2 separate regions of the Mus musculus genome follow, and region 1 is linked to region 2. The links are chromatin contacts, called in public Hi-C maps. All regions are on one chromosome and are shown on one strand. Each heading gives the region's core, a stretch centred on a gene start, on an enhancer-like site or on the middle of the called end of the contact. The rest is flanking DNA. Distances are from core to core; before and after follow the strand shown.

What was found. Hi-C and Micro-C count contacts between places; a contact is called where the count stands out from the background.
Region 1: a Hi-C map of cerebellar granule neurons shows a contact between it and region 2, with 4 times the contacts expected there. The contact joins two enhancer-like sites. A contact is called at or near these places in 3 of 484 Hi-C or Micro-C datasets (cerebellar granule neurons and cerebellum).

What each region holds. Positions count from the first base shown.
Region 1 is chr15:87,384,455-87,389,672 of GRCm38.p6, reverse strand. No RefSeq gene overlaps it. Among named protein-coding and RNA genes, the nearest start is that of Gm35422, 83 kb to the left of the region's middle. Within about 2 kb of position 3,007, at least 3 of the 459 cell types and tissues checked have an H3K27ac peak or open chromatin away from gene starts, as enhancers often do. A contact at or near this core is called in cerebellar granule neurons and cerebellum, where this site is marked.
Region 2 is chr15:86,759,978-86,765,362 of GRCm38.p6, reverse strand. It overlaps 4930543I03Rik (a long non-coding RNA gene), which reads right to left. Exons shown (of 5, transcript XR_875537.3): 4 at 1,415-1,662. Among named protein-coding and RNA genes, the nearest start is that of Gm52184, 24 kb to the right of the region's middle. Within about 2 kb of position 1,817, at least 4 of the 459 cell types and tissues checked have an H3K27ac peak or open chromatin away from gene starts, as enhancers often do. A contact at or near this core is called in cerebellar granule neurons and cerebellum, where this site is marked.

The DNA.
Region 1 (5,218 bases), core at 1,758-4,257, 620 kb before region 2:
AGAGAATGGGTGCTGAATGATAGAACTGAGCAACTCAGAGGGTCAGGAACCTTCTTCTGGGTAGAATCCTGAGGAGATGCTTTTGTACCTGAGCTTAGAGTAGCGCTATTATTGACAGTCAGAGGAGGGATCAACTCAAATGTCCCTCAGTGGGTGGGTAGATGGACAAAATGTAATGCATCTAGTACAGGATGTATAGCGTAGATGAAGAAAGAGATTCTGGTGTCTGTCACAGCGTGGCTCAATCTTGCTGATATGATGCTGTGTAGAATGGCCAGTCAGAGGAGGACTATCCTGCTTGCCACTAGCAGGAGTCTCAGAGGACGCAGGAGTGGGATCCAGAGAGACAGAAAGAATGGAGTTGCCAGGGAGAGTTTGTATTCAAGGTAGTGGAATTTTCATTATGAGCGATGAGCAGGGTTCTGTGATGGTGGTGATGGCTACGCATCCTTAATCTCACTGAGAGACACACTTGAAATGGTCTTGAAGCACAGTTTATGTGCTGTGTATTTTGTTGATTTTTGAAAGAAGGAGCACAGAGTACTTTTGCTATGCCCTGGGAAGAAGAGCCAGGGAGGGTCAGGAATCTGAGGCTAAACTGAATTTAGGGAATGAAAAACAAGCCTACAAAGGCTATAGAAGACCTGGAACTCTACCCACTTGACTGGAGATCAAGCACGGAAATGTTGTGTAGCAATTCCACAAAATTGAAAATCCATCATGAAGGAGGCTCCTTAAGACTTAGGAAGTTAACAACATGCAAGTCTCAGACGTCCCCAAGACTTACAAGATTCACAAGGCCCCTCTTTTCCAAAGTTACAAGAGGACAGAAGATTCTCTGGATTGCTGAGCTGCACAGTCATGCAGAGAGCTCCATGGTTCCAGCTCTTACAAGGCATGACTTAAGTTTGAGGGGCTTTCCACATTGAGCCATCAATGTCATCTCTTATCCATATAACTAGCATAGCCCCCCCCCCCAATTCCAGTAAAATCATTGGTTCACCAATTTAATTGTAGCATTACTCTGGCCTAGTGTTATAGTGTGATCTGGGAATAATGCTACACAACAGCCTACAAGAAGCTGAGCATAGACAGGTCCAGCAGTTGGGTGATGTGTGCTATGGCTCTTTAGTGAGGAAGGTTCATAGAGGTTTTGAGATTCTTTCCTGGGCCAGAACAGATTTCTTCAGCTTTGGTCTTGGCTAGGACAATGATAACTCAAATATCTTCAGGTACCCTCCAGTTCTAGAATCCACTATAACATCATGTGCAAGAAGCTCCATTTGAGAAGATGCAAGGTTCACAGAGATGAAAGGGGAGGGTGGGGATGAAGAAGAGCCAAAGGCACATGTCAGCTACTATCCACTTGTTCTTAGCACACTGATCATCTAAAAAGTCCTCTGTGGGGTCAGATGTAGCTCCACATCCCCCCAGTCACAGGGGGCATTGTACCTGTTAGCAAAGAACAACATATTCAAGGATCAAGGTGCAAGAACACTTTGGGGGGAAAAATCAATTTCCCAATAATACTTCTTCAAGCAATGTCTTGAAGCTGATTCAAAAATAATATTGCTTGACATTCAGAGAGGGCAGTTCAACATTTCCAAAGCTCTTCACGTGACTACTTTTAAGACTCATGAAGCTCCTGATTAAGAGAATCCTTGTTTGGTGGAGGAAGAATGAAAAACGAGCAGTTGAGAGCTCACTCGGGGGCATGTCTTACAGAAGGGCCTAGAATTGTGGGTGGTTACCACATGGCTTGTGTGGATCTCTCTCCCTAGGCAATCTTACAGAGGGAGGTGGTCTTGTCCTGTTCCAGCCAGACATGTTACTTTAGTCAACAAAGTTTCTGGATGACCTCTGGCCTAAGGCTGGTGCTGAGACTAGACAAGATGCAGCCAGGGATTTTAAATATAATCTCTGTTTCTCACTTGTTCTCTGAAGCAAGATTAAGCCCAAGATTTCCTAGAGGAGTGGAGCTCTTGCCCCTGGTTTGGCCATACCGCCCTCTCTTCCCAGACCTTCAGCCCTGTCTTTTGTCCCCAAACCCAGTATTGTTGCTGCTCCAGCTCCTCTGAGGAGCCTGGAGGGATGGTAGAGGCAACAGGAAGGCTTTGTGACTGCATTGCTGCCTGCCCTAGAGGGCGGTAGGTACACAGGAAGGGCAGGCCTGCTTGTTCACACAGAGTCTGTTTCTATACATTGTGCTGTACTGCACTCCTGGAAAGTGCCTGAGCCCAGACCCCTGCACTGCTGTGGCTCTCTCTTCCTGTGCCCTAGATCATTGGAGCTGCTTGCATTCCCTGTAGGGTGGCCCTGCCTCCTTCACACTCTACCTCTTCTATCCAACTCCCTGCCTTGCCCTGCCTGTCTCTCATCTTCAGGGCCTGGTCTTCCAGAGGCTGGTCTGAGTAAAGGAGTCTCACTTATCCTGTAGTTGCTACACAGCAAAGACACTGTGTATCCAGGATCGATGATTTGGAAAGGGTGGGTTCCTATAGTCCTTTCTGCATGGAGGAGAGGTGGCCTTTGTAACTTCTGATTGACGCTTGATCCAGCCAGCATCTCATAGTCTGAGTGTCCAACCTGACCTCACGACTCACAGGCCTGTGTCTGCCTTGGTCACACTGACTAGTTATGTACCAGTCATTCTGGTGCATCAAAGGACAAAGGACATAGGCTTGCCAAAGACTCACTAGGACTACCTCCCTGTTCCTTCAGCAGCCTGCCCCCACTGTCCAGGCCACCTGTTCCATGCTCTCTTCCAAGAGGGGCATGTCCACCACTTGTCCTGGAATATGCAGAGAGAAAAATCTATCTGTTCGGCCATGTGGACCAAGCTCTGACAATATGGAATCTGTCTGACAAATGGGCTCTGCTGGGCTTGGCAGAAATAGCAGAAGGTGGTGTTAGCAGGAACTGAGCCAGATTCTCACTTCGGGGCCCTGTCACCCCAGCCTCGTCTGTTCTTGCCAATTAGTCAATGAACTACAACCCACGGAATGTGGGATGCCTCAGGCCATGGGCACGGGGAGGGATGTCCTAGGTAAGGGAAGGGAATCCCTGCCAGCTTAGAGGGCTGTGTGCCTGCTCAGCCATCAGACCATTTGGGGACTCTGTGGTCTGCTCTGCATACCAGCCTCATGCCAGCAGCTCCGAATGACCATGAGAGGCCCGGTAGTCTGTATAGCTTGTGTTTGCTGTGCCCATACTGCTGGGCTCAACTGAGAACAGTGGTGCCTATGTACCACGGTCCCTATGTGAGGGAAACATAGAGTTGTGAGGCTGGGTCAAAGGTGAGCCAGTATAAAGGGATGCAGGACAGAAGTTTGGAAGGAAGTGTTGCATTATAAGAAGAGATCTCTCCCCACGGTGGCCCCAGCAGTGAGTAGGTGAGCAGGTAATGCAGGCTTAGGGTGTGGTTCCAAGAAGCGCCTTTAGGGAATGTGGAGCTTGACAGCACTATTTCCATAGCTGGCACACACTGGTGATGGGGAGGACAGCTCAACATTCCTATCTGCCTAGGTGCTTGGTGCTCTGAGTGGCCTTGTGGGAGTCTCTGCGTGCAGCCCTTTCTTGTGCATCTACATTGAATATGACTTTGGCGCCAGGACTGTTTAACTCGGTCCTGAGATAATACACTTTGAAGAAATCAGAGACTGTGCAGCCCTACTGGGAAGGCAGAGGGAACAGCCTCTATGGAGCACTGTATGGGGGACCCTCCAGAAGTTCAGCACAGGGACCTGGGGGGAGGTTCCACTGATAAAAGGCCTGCTGTACAGGCATGGAGATCTAAGTTTAATAATCAACACACACATAAAAGGAGCCGTGTGTCTGTAACTCTAGAGCTAGGTGTCTGGATGGAGAGTGGAAAGATCAATTCACTGAGTTTGCTGGCCATCAAATCTAGCCAGTTGGTCAGCTCCAGGTCCAATGGAAGACCATATCTCCAAAAAAGAGTGAAGGGGAGGGCAAGATGGCTCAACTAATAAAGTCACTTTCTGCTAAGCCTGAGGACCTGATCCCAGAAACCCATCTGGTAGAAGTGACTCCCAGCACACTCAAGCTATGGCATGTGTGTGCCGCCACAACCATCCTGAAAAATTAAGGTCAGAAGGTGCCTGAGAAAGACACCCAACATTGTCCTCTGGTCTCTACATGCGTACACACAACGCATGCATGTCCCCACATGTATGAATCTCACAAGCATATATGGATGTGTGTACACAAATACGTTTAGCACTCATCTTTTGGGGTGTGTGGTGTTGAAAGCAAGAACTCAGTACCAATTTATTCATGTTCACACCAATGTTATCAGCTAAAAAGTAGAAGCTATCCACTAGCCCGTCTATGGAAGAACATATGAATACCATGGTAAGTTTGTGCAATGGGATATTAGTCACTCTTACAGGGGAAGGGGATACATAAGCATGCTAACACAGGAGTATGCCTTGAGGACTTATGTTTGATGACATAGTCAGTCACACAAGGACAGCAGGATTTCCCTAGAGTAGTCAAATCCACAGGAGTGTAAAATTGGATGGAAGTTTCCAGGCCCTAGGGGAGAGAGGACGGGAAATTTAATGAAGATGGAGTTTGTTTCTGCAGGGTCAACAGTTTTCTGGAGGTGGATAGTAGCTGTCATGGCCTGAATCTCATGTTTTGAGCACTTGGCCCCCCAGTTTTGGCAGCATTCTGAAGGCTGTGAATTTTTTAGGAGGCAGGTCCGGACTGGCAAGGGCCAGGTCTTTGAAGGATATACGCTCCAGGCTGCAGGTGTGACCTCTACTTAACTCACTGAGATATGAGGAGGAGGCTTGGTGTCAGGTTCCTTTCCCCTTCGATGGAGCCCCCTAACACCACCACGTCTTTTCTGCTATGATGGGCTAGGATTTCTGAAGTTGGAACTGAAAACAGAAACTTCAACTGGATCTTGTTCAGCTGTGTTCACACCAACGTCGTTCCGTAGCTAAAAAGCAGGAGCTAACCAAGTGCCTGTCAACAGAAGAACATACAAACATACCGCAGCAGAGTCCACGATGAGCCAAAAGCAATCTTTTCCCCATTATGTTCCTTCTGTCAGGCATGTCCTCAGAGTACCACAAAGAGCCATGGGCATGGTAGTGGCGGGGTTGTGGAGTATGTGACAGTGCTACTGAGCTACAAGCTTAAAGGGATTAGATTATCTTTTGTGTACATGTGTGTATTATTACAATGA
Region 2 (5,385 bases), core at 568-3,067:
ATTACAGTGGTTTGAATGAGACAGGTCCTCCATTAGCTCAAGCATTTAACACCTGGTTCTCAGTTGGTGCTACTGTTGGATAGGTTGCTGCAGGATGCATGTCATGTGAGGTGGGATTTGAAAGCTCATAGCTTTGCCCCACTTGCAGTTTGCTGTTTTCCATGCTTGTGCCTGAGGATATGGTATCACAGCTTTCTGTTCCTGTTGCCATGCCTTCCTGCCATGGTGGACTTTAATCTGAAACCGTGAGCCAAAATAAACCCTCTCTTCTTTAAATTGCCTTTGCTCGTGGTATTTCAACACAGCAACAGAAAAGGGACTAATATAATAATAGATAGAAGATAGATGATGACAATGACAATGACGATGATGATGGCGATGGATAGATGACAGATAGATAGACAGATCGTTAATTGATAGATTGATAGACAGACAGATGATAGATTATAGATAGATAATAGATGATAGATTTAGAAATATAATGATAGATTAGATAGTTGAATGGATAGATAGATCATAGATAGAAAGATAGATAGATAGACAGATAGATAGACAGATAGATAGACAGATAGATAACACAGATATACATATATGCACATATATAGACAGATGATAGGTTGATAGATGGCAGGTGATTGGTAGCTGACTGGTCAATAGATAGATGAAAGACGATAGATTGATAGATAGTAGAGAGGCAGATAAGAAAGGAGGGAAGAGGGGGAGGATGATGATTACTGAATGTTAGACAGCAGACATGGTGTACTGTGACCTGTATGCTTGCATTCCAAAGTAGATAATAGAGGAGACATGTATTATACCCAGCATGCCTTGGATTCCACAGGAGAAGCCACACAGGTGAAGGGTGGGTGCTGTGGGTGCATAAAACGTCTAGAAAGGAGCCATCTTGCCACTCTTCTGGGGTCTGGAGGTGGGGCAGGTGGCTTCTCTTAGAATTTTTGGCACTGTTGTAATTTTTCCATGGCAGGCAGTAATTTTACAATATAAGACTAATATGCTTTTCAAAATAATGATGAGACTTTAAAACCTGGAAGAACATAAATTCTCCACAACAGGAGACTGATCCAATCAATTGAGGTACGAGAAAGCAGCTGAGCCAACTCGGACTCAGCTGTGGAGACTGACACAGGTGACCGGAGCCAAGTGGCAGAAGGAAGTCAGGGTGAGGAGTCAGCTGCCAGGTTACTGTGTCACAGGCCCCAAGTCTTACATAGCCAGGGCCTGCACCTGCAATCTGACTGTTTCCAGGTGAGGCACTTATAAATGACACCTATGTTTTTAAGGTTTGTTTTACCTTTAGTTTCCAAATTGTGCTCAGCGAATACAATCAAATTCTAATTTTTTTTAAAGGCTCAACATAATCTGGTACCATGTCTTTTCCTCAAACAGGAATTACCTTCAAATCTCCAGCCCCTAGCACCATGGCTCGGTGAACACTCGCCAATCTGAATGAGCTGGTTTGTCCAAATTAGTGAGTTTTGGACATGCCCATCTGATGGACATATGGCCTGCTCCTAATGAACCAAGCCATCTGCCTCTTCAGCACCAGCCACGCCATCCATCCAGCCCTCCAGGGCCAACTGTTTGCAGGAGAGCTGCTTGCTGCCTCAGAGACAAATACTGCAGAGACAAAGGGCCCGGGAGCTGGCATAAAGCAAGAAGGAGACACAGGCAGAGTGAGTAGGAGGAAAGTATCACATCAGGGACCCAACAAGCAGGCTCCACCTGGGGAGTGGGGAGCACAGCTGCGTGGATGTGCGCTGTTGCTCTACCAACCACAGTTCACCTGCGATGGAGCAGGAACATGACAAGCAGCTTGCAGAATCGATGTTAATGAGACATGTAAGCAGTATTTCGAGTGTATTAGCTTCCTAGGGCTACCCCACAAATCACCACATGCTCAGCGACTGAAAACAACAGAAAGCTGTTTTCTCTTCATACTACAAGCCAGACGTCTGAAAACCAGACGTCCCTGGGTTTAACCTCTCGGACAGCCCCAGGAGAGGCTCCTGCCCACCTCTTACAGCTCCTGAAGGCTCCAGACACTGTAGGGCTCCAGCTAGGTGATGGTTAATAGTGACAGTATCTGCAATCCCTGAAGACAAACCTCTGAGTATGACTGTGAGAAAATTTCTTGATTCAGTAAAGAGAGGGTGGAAGACTCGCCCTCAATCTGGGCGGCACCATCCCCTAGGCTGCAGTTTAGACTGAAGAGAAGAAAGACAGCTGACCACCGACGCTCATCATTGCCTCCTGACTATGGGTACAATGTGACCAGCTGCCACACACTCTTGCCACCATAACGTCCCAACCATGGTGGACTGCACCATCAAACTATGAGCCAGGACTAATCCTTCCTCCCTTAACTTGCTTTTGTCAGGTATTTGCTGCAACCGCAAGTAAAGGAACTAACACATCTTCATGTGGTTTCTGTCATCTATAAGGACTCTCTTTTGGGACTTTCTGACCCAGAGCAACATTGTCCAAGTCTTTCTTTGTCTTCATTGAATTCACAATACCATGTCTATGGCATTGTGGTTGTGCTTTCTGGAGAACAATCATTATGGAGGAAGACATGGCACCAAGTCTCCATGATTGTCATCTGTTCCATGTTTTCCCTGGAGGAGCCACTCTTGGATGCTATAGCTGCATCCCTTCCCTTGGATGGGAAGGACCCATGGGCACATGAATTTGGAGGCACAGAGCAGTGACAGGATCTGGGTAGGAGGAGGAGGCACCAAACACAACCATGTTCTATCTATGAGTACTAGGGGCTCTCTAACAGGATGCAGGACTCCTGGCATGGGCACAGAGGACACAACAGAAGTGTCTGGTTAGTCTCATAGAGACTGTGGCAGGTGACATACAAGTAGGGATGCTGGTTCTGCTGGGCTGAGCTGGATTAGGTTTGGCTGGGCTAGGCTGGGCTGAGCTGGGCTGGGCTGGGCTGGGCTGGGCTGAGCTGGGCTGGGCTGGGCTGCTGGGCTGCTGGGCTGCTGGGCTGCTGGGCTGCTGGGCTGCTGGGCTGCTGGGCTGCTGGGCTGCTGGGCTGCTGGGCTGGGCTGGGCTGGGCTGAGCTGGGCTAGGTTGAGGGTAGGGGTGAAAGATTGGACTGGATTGATTTGGACTGGGCTACATGAGCTAGATTGGGCTGTGCTTGGTCAAAATACCTTGGCGTGACTCTAACTAAGGAAGTGAGAGATCTGTATGATAAGAACTTCAAGTCTCTAAAGAAAGAAATTAAAGAAGATCTCAGAAGATGGAAAGATCTCCCATGCTCATGGATTGGCAGGATCAATATAGTAAAAATGGCTATCTTGCCAAAAGCAATCTACAGATTCAATGCAATCCCCATCAAAATTCCAACTCAGTTCTTCAACGAATTAGAAAGGGCAATCGGCAGATTCATCTGGAATAACAAAAAACCTAGGATAGCAAAAACTCTTCTCAAGGATAAAAGAACCTCTGGTGGAATCACCATGCCTGACCTAAAGCTGTACTACAGAGCAATTGTGATAAAAACTGCATGGTACTGGTATAGTGACAGACAAGTAGACCAATGGAACAGAATTGAAGACCCAGAGATGAACCCACACACCTATGGTCACTTGATCTTTGACAAGGGAGCTAAAACCATCCAGTGGAAAAAAGACAGCATTTTCAACAAATGGTGCTGGCACAACTGGCGGTTATCATGTAGAAGACTGCGAATCGATCCATTCCTATCTCCTTGTACTAAGGTCAAATCTAAGTGGATTAAGGAACTCCACATAAAACCAGAGACAGTGAAACTTATAGAGGAGAAAGTAGGGAAAAGCCTCGAAGATATGGATACAGGGGGAAAATTCCTGAATAGAACAGCAATGGCTTGTGCTGTAAGATTGAGAATCGATAAATGGGACCTCATAAAATTGCAAAGCTTCTGCAAGGCAAAAGACACCGTCAATAAGACAAAAAGACTACCAACAGATTGGGAAAGGATCTTTACCTATCCCAAATCGGATAGGGGACTAATATCCAATATATATAAAGAACTCAAGAAGGTGGGCTCCAGAAAATTGAGTAACCCCATTAAAAAATGGGGCTCAGAGCTGAACAAAGAATTCTCACCTGAGGAATACCGAATGGCAGAGAAACACCTGAAAAAATGTTCAACATCCTTAATCATCAGGGAAATGCAAATCAAAACAACCCTGAGATTCCACCTCACACCAGTCAGAATGGCTAAGATCAAAAATTCAGGTGACAGCAGATGCTGGTGAGGATGTGGAGAAAGAGGAACACTCCTCCATTGTTGGTGGGATTGAAGGCTTGTACAACCACTCTGGAAATCAGTCTGGTGGTTCCTCAGAAAATTGGACATAGTACTACCAGAGGATCCCGCAATACCTCTCCTGGGCATATATCCAGAAGATGTCCCAACCGGTAAGAAGGACACATGCTCCACTATGTTCATAGCAGCCTTATTTATAATAGCCAGAAGCTGGAAAGAACCCAGATGCCCCTCAACAGAGGAATGGATACAGAAAATGTGGTACATTTACACAATGGAGTACTACTCAGCTATTAAAAAGAATGAATTTATGAAATTCCTAGGCAAATGGATGGACCTGGAGGGCATCATCCTGAGTGAGGTAACCCAATCACAAAGGAACTCACACAATATGTACTCACTGATAAGTGGATATTAGCCCAGAAACTTAGGATACACAAGTTATAAGATACAATTTGCTAAACGCATGAAACTCAAGAAGAACGAAGACCAAAGTGTGGACACTGCCCCTTCCTATAAATGGGAACAAAACACCCATGGAAGGAGTTACAGAGACAAAATTTGGAGCTGTGACGAAAGGATGGACCATCTAGTGATTGCCATATCCAGGGATCCATCCCATAATCAGCTTCCAAACACTGACACCATTGCATACACTAGCAAGATTTTGCTGTAAGGACCCAGATATAGCTGTTTCTTGTGAGACTATGCCGGGGCCTAGCAAACACAGAAGTGGATGCTCACAGTCAGCTATTGGATGGGTCACACGGCCCCCAATGGAGGAGCTAGAGAAAGTACCCAAGGAGCTAAAGGGAACTGCAACCCTATATGTGGAACAACAATATGAACTAACCAGTACCCCGGAGCTCTTGTCTCTAGCTGTATATGTATCAAAAGATGACCTAGTCAGCCATCACTGGAAAGAGAGGCCCTTTGGACTTGCAAACTTTATATGCTCCAGTACAGGGGAACGCCAGGGCCAAAAAGGGGGAGTGGGTGGGTAGGGGATTGGGGGGGTGGGTATGGGGGACTTTTGGGATAGCATTGGAAATGTAAACGAGGAAAATACCTAATAAAAATAAATAAATAAATAA